Regions from separate parts of the Muntiacus reevesi genome. Here region 2 is linked to region 1. Evidence: chromatin contacts called from public Hi-C data. All regions are on one chromosome and are shown on one strand. The core of a region is the stretch at or near the end of the contact, and the rest is flanking DNA. Distances in the headings are between cores, read along the strand shown.

Region 1 (3,999 bases), core at 975-3,474:
GAAGAACCTAATCATCAGTCACATTTCCCTTTTCCATCCCTTTCTGCTTCTCAGTGTCCTTTCTGCATTTCTTCCTATGGGTAATTTGGGGGGGGGGGGTGCAAAATGGAATATGCATAGGGTTTGAAATCAGACTGAAGACTAAACCGATCGATGCCCTTTAACTTCCTAGCTCTGTGGCTTTTGGAGGCTGTTTTCCCCATCCATACTACAGTAATGATACCGACCTCACAGGTTTGAGGTAAGGATTAGGTAAAAAATATAAACAGGTTGGCATAGGCAAAGAGCGCAAAAAAAAAATAAGTTAGCTAACGTTATCATTATCATTTGAACAAATGGCATTGTTCTGATTTAAAACATTTTTAAGTGCTTCCATTTGAATGAGGACAAAAATATTTCCCGACCCACCTCCCAAAGGGCATGACATTTATGTGCTACATTAGAAAAGCCGCTTGGGAATTTCTTCTTAAGTCCCATCAGAAACTTTTCTGCTCAAATGTTTGGGAAGGAACTTAAAAACAGTCAAGAACTAAAAAATTATTTTAAAGGCATCATATCATCACTGCATTCCAAGTGGAACAAGCCAGTCTGATTCGTGTTCCGGATGCTTGCCTTAGTATATGGACCTACTACATTCACATCTCTCCTACTACTTACCTAGTGAGACAACGCACACGGCAGAGGTGTCAATGTGCTAAAAGTTCTGCTTTTTAAGAGCCATTTACATAACACTATCAAAAGCTAAACAGTTCCAAAGCCACCCGAATCAATAGGAAACTATCATCCTACTGAAATTCCCCACAACTAGGAAGAAAACAGCCGCTATTGTTAAACTTAGACAAAATACTAAAATGTAAGACTTCTATACATCTTATTTCTGTTTGCTTAACTGCTGGGGGAGGGGAACAGTAATTAACAACGTTTTATTCACCGACTATGGAGAAACATCTCTGGCTAATTTTGTTGTATATTTTGCCTATATTGTAAGCAAATGGCCAACTTGAATTCACCTTATGCCTCGCTTCAACCTTTAGCACAGAGGCTAAAAAGTAATAGTGCAGCCGGCAGATACGTGAAAAAGCAGAGAGCCTGAAAAGACCCAGACTAATTCCTGGTGTTCAAGTAACCGAGGATGGGCTGGGCCTTAAGGTCACCGACAAGAGGCTACCCTTATTGGGTGTCTTCAGCCACTACATGGTGCAGTTAAGCCCACTGTGGAAACCCACTAGTTTGAAACCAAGGGCGCAGGACCAGGGAATGGCAGAAAACACTTCTGGCTGGTCGTCCGCTGATAGTCCCCTCGCCCTCCTTTCCCTGGGGAAGAGTTAATCGACCTGTGGCCACACAGGAGCTGGGACGACCGGCCCGGGTTGGGCAGGGGAGCGCATTCACTCTGTCACGCAGGTCTTGCACACAGGTGGGGACCAGGGGGCTCCGAGGCCTGACGCCTCCCTCGCCACCGCCAGGCAAGGGGCCCCGACGCGCCTCCGTGGGCTTCGGCTCTCCGCCGCCACAGGGACCCCTCCCGGCCCCGAAGTGCCCCGGCGACGGGAAGCGAACTCTACTCGACCGGCCCACCCGGAAGCCCTCCCCCAGCTCACACCTGCCGGCGCGTGACGCCCGCCGCCGCCGCCGCCGCGCGCGCCCGCCCGCCCGCCGGCCCCGACCCGGCCATTCCGGGCGCCCCTGCCCCGCGCGCGGACATCGCCCGCGTCCCTCCCCGCCCCGGGGTCAAACCCACCAGACGCCCGCCCCGCGGAGCGCGCGCCCAACGCCACCGCCCCCGCCGGCCCCGCGCGCGCTCACGCCCCTCCCGGCCCTCTCCCCGCCGCGCGCGCTCACTCGCGAGGACACGCACACGCTGCGCCTCAGCTTGACAGGCCGGCCCCGCGCCGCGCGCTCCCGCGGACGTCCTCGCCCACCCGGCCGCCCGGCTCTGACTGGGCGGTGAGCGGGGGGAGGGGAAGGGCGGCGGTGGCCGTCGGTCCTCACTCACCGCCGAGCCGTGCCGGCTCCGAGTGCGCGGCGTTCCGCTGTGAGGCGATGCGCTGCGATGCGCGCGGTCCCCGCTCCTTCGCAGGCTATGGAGGCGACGTAGTAGGGGGACTGAGGGGTTCGGGGGAGGGGGTCACTCCCTCCCGCTTCACCTCCGAGAAACACGGGGACCCCAGAAACTAAAAACAAAATAAACAAACTTTCCCCTCCGCCTCCCTCCCCCAAAACCACAACACAAACACTCGGGGCCCCGCCCAGAGCCCCACTCCATTGGCCGGAGGGAGGATGCTGCCGACCCTCACTGGCTGGCTTTTGTGCCCGTCAAGCTGCCGTTCCGCCCCTCCAATGCCTCGCCGTAGCCGTCGCCCCTCATTGGTCAAATGCGTTCCGTTTGACGAGCTAGGATTGGCTGAGCTCCCTGCGCCAATCATTCGGGGACACACCCCCTCAGCATCCCAGAGGCCGCTTCCTCGGTCGCGGACGCGGAGAGGAGAAGGGGAAACTAGAGCATGATGGCGGCCGAGTTCAGTTGGCGCAACCATCGTCTTTTTCCTTTTATTAGCTCATTAGTGCCTCGCCCTCGCGCTGTTCCCCCTGAGCTCCTCGCTCCATCCAGTACTGCCTAATAACGGAATCTATACGTCCTGGCTCCTTGATTTATCCCCTCAGAAGTGCTGAGTGTGAGCTGGTTGTGAGTCATTGGACTGTCAGCATGTCACTCGTTAGTCAAATCTTCAAACTATTGGTGGAACGGCTAGAAAGCCCGTCCAACAACAAGGGCTAATGCTATTGGTTTGTCTCCACCGAGTTCTTTCCTGGTACGTTATTGGGCAGATAGGCGCGTCGGTGATTCGCACTGTTAATTGTTTGCTAGGCAGTTTGGATGACTGTTCATTTGGCCTGTAGTTGGTAATAACGACTACCCGCTTGCGTACCGTATGCGTGCCCGCTTTGTGCCATTGTGCGGAGTTCTTTACAAGGACTATCGATTAAAGCTGTGAGTTCTCTAAATTTTACAGATAGGTTCTCTAAATTTTACAGATAAAGACACTAAGGCGCCAGAGAGGTTAGGACACTTGCCCAAGGTCACCTAGATAGAAAATAGTTGGTAAACCAAAATTTGGTCCCAGATCTGTCTGACTCCAAAGCCTAAGCTCTTTTCACTGTACTTTGGTGTCTCTCTTAGCCTAGAATCGTACCTGTCAGCCAACCCTACAACTTCAAAAGGTTTCATTTCAGAGGTCCTCAGTTTCTGGAGGTGACACTGTTGGGGACTAAAGCTATGGATAGGTTGTCATTGCCTCCACTGTATCTTCTCCTCCAGCACCCATTCCTCCCACCCTAAATGAAACAGTCTTGGTGTTTCCTGATCGGAAGCCCATTTACCTTTATGTTCATTTTCTCCACTTTATAAATAAATAAATACTTCTACCAGCCTTCTGGTTCAAGCCTACCTTCCCAACTCCCACTCATCCATCTTCAGCTCACTCTTTTCTGAGAGAGTCCTGAAGAGCCAGAAACGAGGAGAGAGTCCAAAGAGGGAAAGAGAATAAATAAATCGGTTTAGGAATATTTTACTGTATGCCCTTTCTGGAAAGCTTCCAGAGTAGCCCCTGATGCTGTGCAAGACGTGTGTTCCTGGCTCCTGGCCATTGAATTCTTTCGTGTGGCAGCTTTCAGCAGAGTGAATCCAACATTCCAGCCAGGGGAGGGCAGAATGCTTAGGACCCATTGCCAGAGAACCAGCCCTAGGCTCTGGTACTGAAATGATCTCCAAGAGCACAGTGCTGGACTCAGGCCCACGTCTGTCTCCGGTAATTAACATTTTAGCATACCAAATCCCCATCCCCTGTAGCTTCAGTAGGATCACTGCCCTTATTTCGCCTCCTGATCCAAGCTGTTGTGTAACCTCACTGGCACTGCTTTAATTATAAAACAACTACTGTAACACAGAAATAGTGCTCAACACTTATAGCCTTTCAGCAGAGGAAGATAAGTGTTTCA
Region 2 (3,999 bases), core at 632-3,131, 260 kb before region 1:
TTTTAGCTACTAAATTATTACGCACTTCATGCTGTTCATTTTGACACCCTAGCTAATAGATAATACAGATTCAGGAGATATCAAAATGGGATGCATTTCAGGCAATGTGTAGACTGGGCAGAGGAAAGGATGCATACTGACTCCACATTTCAATTCCAGCTTGAAGTTCTTACAAGCTTTGGTGACTGGCGCCAACCTCATCTACAGGGAGTACCAAGTGAAACAGAAAACAGAATACATGCTAGTAGGTAACAAACCACAACACACTGCATGTCCTGATCTATTTATTGTTATCTGAGCTCTATGTTTATGAAATCTGTGCCTTCATTTTATCCTCTGTAAAATAGGAATCACATACTTATAAAGAATTGTTTTGAGAATTAGTAAATTAATTTTTAAGGTTTTCAAACTGCAGAGCACACATAGCAGGCACTGTAGAAACATCTGCTAGCATTTAAAAAAAATTTTTATTGGAGTATAGTTGATTTAAAAGAATGTGTTAGTTTCAGATGAAAAGCAAAGTCAATCAGTTAGCATATATCCATCCACTCTTTTTTAGATTCTTTTCTTTCATAAGCCATTGCAGAGTATTGTGTCTGCTAGTGTCATCTACTACTTTACTTCTTGAGCAAGGTGATAGGAAGGTGATAAAATCTAGGAAGAAAGTTTCCTGTTTGGGGACCCTATACCTTGGTCCTAGGTAGATACTCAGATTGTTTTTGAGGTTACTGTATGTCATTTTGGAGAGGACTGCCATCTTGCTTGTTGTGGCATTTTTCTCGGAAACTTTATAGCTCTTTGGATCACCCTCAGCTTCCTTCAGCGCTTCTGTGAAGATCCTTCTGGGGCTATTTCTGAAACCGCTGGGCAGAATACCTCTACATGAAGCTCTCAGAACCCGTAACTCGCATCTAATAACCCCCTACCCTGATTCTCTCTCCCCAGAGACAAAAAAAGGCAGTCTACTGAAGAGGAAACAATGGCCCAGCAAATGTGTATTTTGCAGAGACAGGTCTCTGACTACACAGAGGCATGTGGAGGGTGAGGTGGTTGGGTGCTCAGTCAGGCTTTGCAAGGTCATGGGTTCACACCCGGGTTCCTTTATTAATACGTGAGTGCTAACTCGCTTCAGTCATTTCCGACTCTTGGCGACTCCATGGACTGTATAGCCTGCCAGGCTCCTCTCTCCATCGGATTCTCTAGGCAAGAATACTGGAGTGGGTTGTCATAATGGTTAGGAGCAAATATCTCACTGGCACATCATCGGGGCTTGGTCTTCTCTCCTATAACGTGGGAAACCGCCCCCTAGTTTGCAAAGTCTTTCTGGGTTAACCGGGTAAAGACGTGTACAGAAGCGAGCACAACCGCACAGAAGGAGCACTCAGCGGTGCACTCCTACAGGAACCGCCAAGACTTACTCCCGGAAACGGTAACTGCACTTCTCGCCGCCCACCGTCCATCTCCGACCCTCCACCATTAAAACATGTGAGGTAACAGGTGACGACGGCTGGGCCTCCTGCCCTGGCCTTCCTGGGGCCGTTCCTCCGGAAAGGGAACATCCGGCCGAAAATAGCGGGGCAGCTGCCGGGGGAGGCTCAGCCCGCGCTGGAAGTCCCAGCCTGGCACGTGCGGGGCCGGGCCCGCCTCCAGGTGCGTTACCTGCTCGGCCTCCGCCAGCCACAGCCAGAGCTGCCGCCAAGTCCGGAATTTGTACTTGTCGCTAAACAGGAAGCACATCTCCGGGCTGGCATAACGGGAGGCAAGCGGCGAGCGGTAGCTGTCGTGCCCGCAGGCCGCCTCCCGCCCGCCACGGTCGCCGCCCGCGGCCATGCCGGACTCTGGACCTCGCCGGAGCCAACAGGGTCAGCGAGGGCGGAAGCGGAAGTCCGAGGGCGGGACTTCCTCCACTTGGTTCCACCCCCGGCGTTTCCGGGAGACCCGAGACCTCAAGGCTGCTGGGTTTAGGCTCTTCGCTACTGAGGGTTCAAGAGTTTCTCTTCGTTTTACGAGAAACGTGATCAGTGCTTCACAAGTTACCTCTGCAGCTCTGCGTCTCAGTTTTCTCATCCGAAAAAAGATACATTAAGACCCGCCTTTAGGATTGCTCTGAGGACATCAAATCGATGTCCAAGACATTTGGAAAGCTTTTTTTTTTTGTTGTTGTTGCTATTATTTTTGTCTTCTCCCCCTCCCCCACTCCTACCGCCCGGTTCTGAGACAAGTACAAGAGAAGGGAAATCGGCATTGAGTTCCCCGCCCTGGAACACTTTCTCACTACAGCTTACTCAAGGTCCAGGTCAGAAAATGTCACCTGATGAACCCACTCTTCCCTCTGGTTGGCCACTAATAATAAAACCACTAACGTTTATGGTGGTCTCACTGGTGGCTCAGACGGTAAAAAAATCTGCTTGCGATGCAGGAGACCTGAGTACGATCCCTTGGTGGGGAAGATCCCCTGAAGAAGGAAATGGCTACCCCACTCCAGTATTCTTGCCTGGAGAATTCCATGGACAGAGGGAGCCTGGTGGGCTAGTCCATGGGGTCGCGGAGTCCGAGGGTACTGGACTCTTAAACTTAACTCTTAACGAGGGTACTGGGGACTAACACTTAACTTTCACTAGGTATCAGGCACTGTCCTGAGTGCTTTACACATTAAATCCATGTGAGGGTCCTGAATTGTTCAGGTATTATTAAATAATATAATACATTACTCTCCAGTGCAGAGTAAATGCTCAATAAATGCCGGCCATTATTCTGATCCCCATTTTTCAGGTGACAAAGTGAAGGCATGGGAGAGTTGACCGTCTTGAGATAGCTCACACGTGGCTAGAAGGGCATGAGCTAGGAGTTAGGGCAAGAGCTAGGAGTTAAGTGTAGGCAGACAGGCTCCAGGCTCCCAGTTCTTACCAAACTCAAATGTATTCTTTCCTTTGTGCTACAGTAGCAGCTACTATATTGCTTTGAAATTACCTGTTTTTTAGTGTCTCACTATAAGGGGATGTCCATTTTGAATTCTCAGCTTGTTGGTTGAGGTGAATGGCCCTGGCCCCTTTCCCAGTAACCGTTAAGACTTAAGGGATATTAAAAGTTCTGATTAGATCTCAAGATTTGCAAGATCTCATCTTTGACAATAACTTTTTGTCACCTTTCCGTTTTTTTTTCATGATTTACTAAAAAATAGACGGACCTCCCCTGTAGTGTTCTCCATTCCCACCTCAGATTTCATACAGGTCTCTCTCGTACCTCTCACCCGAGTTCACTGCTGTCGGCCTTTTCCATCGATGGCAAGCTTGGTGCGAGTGGGGATCACGCCTGCCTTGGTCCCCGGTGTCTCTGGCAGGTGGATCCAGCACGGGACTTCACAGCACAGGTGCTCAGTGAGTGAGTGCGGGGTAAACGAATGCTGTCCAGAGGCGCCTAGCCCACGAAGGGAAACAAGGCCCACAGTTACCAAGATTCAAGTTAGACCCTGACATCGCCCTTCCCTTTCCCCCAGTCTCTCGAATTCCTTCAGTGTCTTCAGGCCGTAGATCCTTCATGTCTCCACCTGGGCTTCAGAATTGTCAGAGTGGACTGCAGCACCAATCCTGGAAGGCCTTGGCCATCAGAGAAGCCCATCAGTTACCTGGTATTATCACCCACATTTTCCTCACCTACGTCCCCCCTGGAGCTGCAGATGATTGGTTTTGGGGGGTGAGGGCAGTTCTGGAAAGATGGCCACTCCCTGCAACTCCGCACTCTTTGCGGACTGCTCCAGGGCTGTCGCTGCTGGGCTGTGCTGAGTTTACTACCCTCGCCTTCCACGGTGCCTCCTACCAACCTCACAGTCTTCCTCGGTCGTCCAGCCTCACCGGCTCTGCTCCTCTCTGCTGTTGCCGCCTCCGATAAGAGTTTCTGTTTCCAGGCTCTCTATTCAGTCAGGAAAGGATCTTGCTCTTTCAATTATTTTATCTTGAATCTCTCCAGTTCTGCCTCCCTTTGGTGTGTGTGTGTGAAATG

The links. Hi-C and Micro-C count contacts between places; a contact is called where the count stands out from the background.
Region 2: a contact with region 1 is called in a Hi-C map of muscle, with 6 times the contacts expected there. The contact joins the promoter of ADSL here to the promoter of TNRC6B in region 1. A contact is called at or near these places in 2 of 3 Hi-C or Micro-C datasets (blood and muscle).

The regions. Positions count from the first base shown.
Region 1 is chr1:54,956,856-54,960,854 of mMunRee1.1, reverse strand. TNRC6B (trinucleotide repeat containing adaptor 6B) reads right to left here and starts at 2,224. Exons shown (of 24, transcript XM_065944391.1): 1 at 1,997-2,224.
Region 2 is chr1:55,214,038-55,218,036 of mMunRee1.1, reverse strand. It overlaps ADSL (adenylosuccinate lyase), which reads right to left and starts at 1,881. Exons shown (of 13, transcript XM_065944404.1): 1 at 1,660-1,881. The coding sequence starts at 1,830.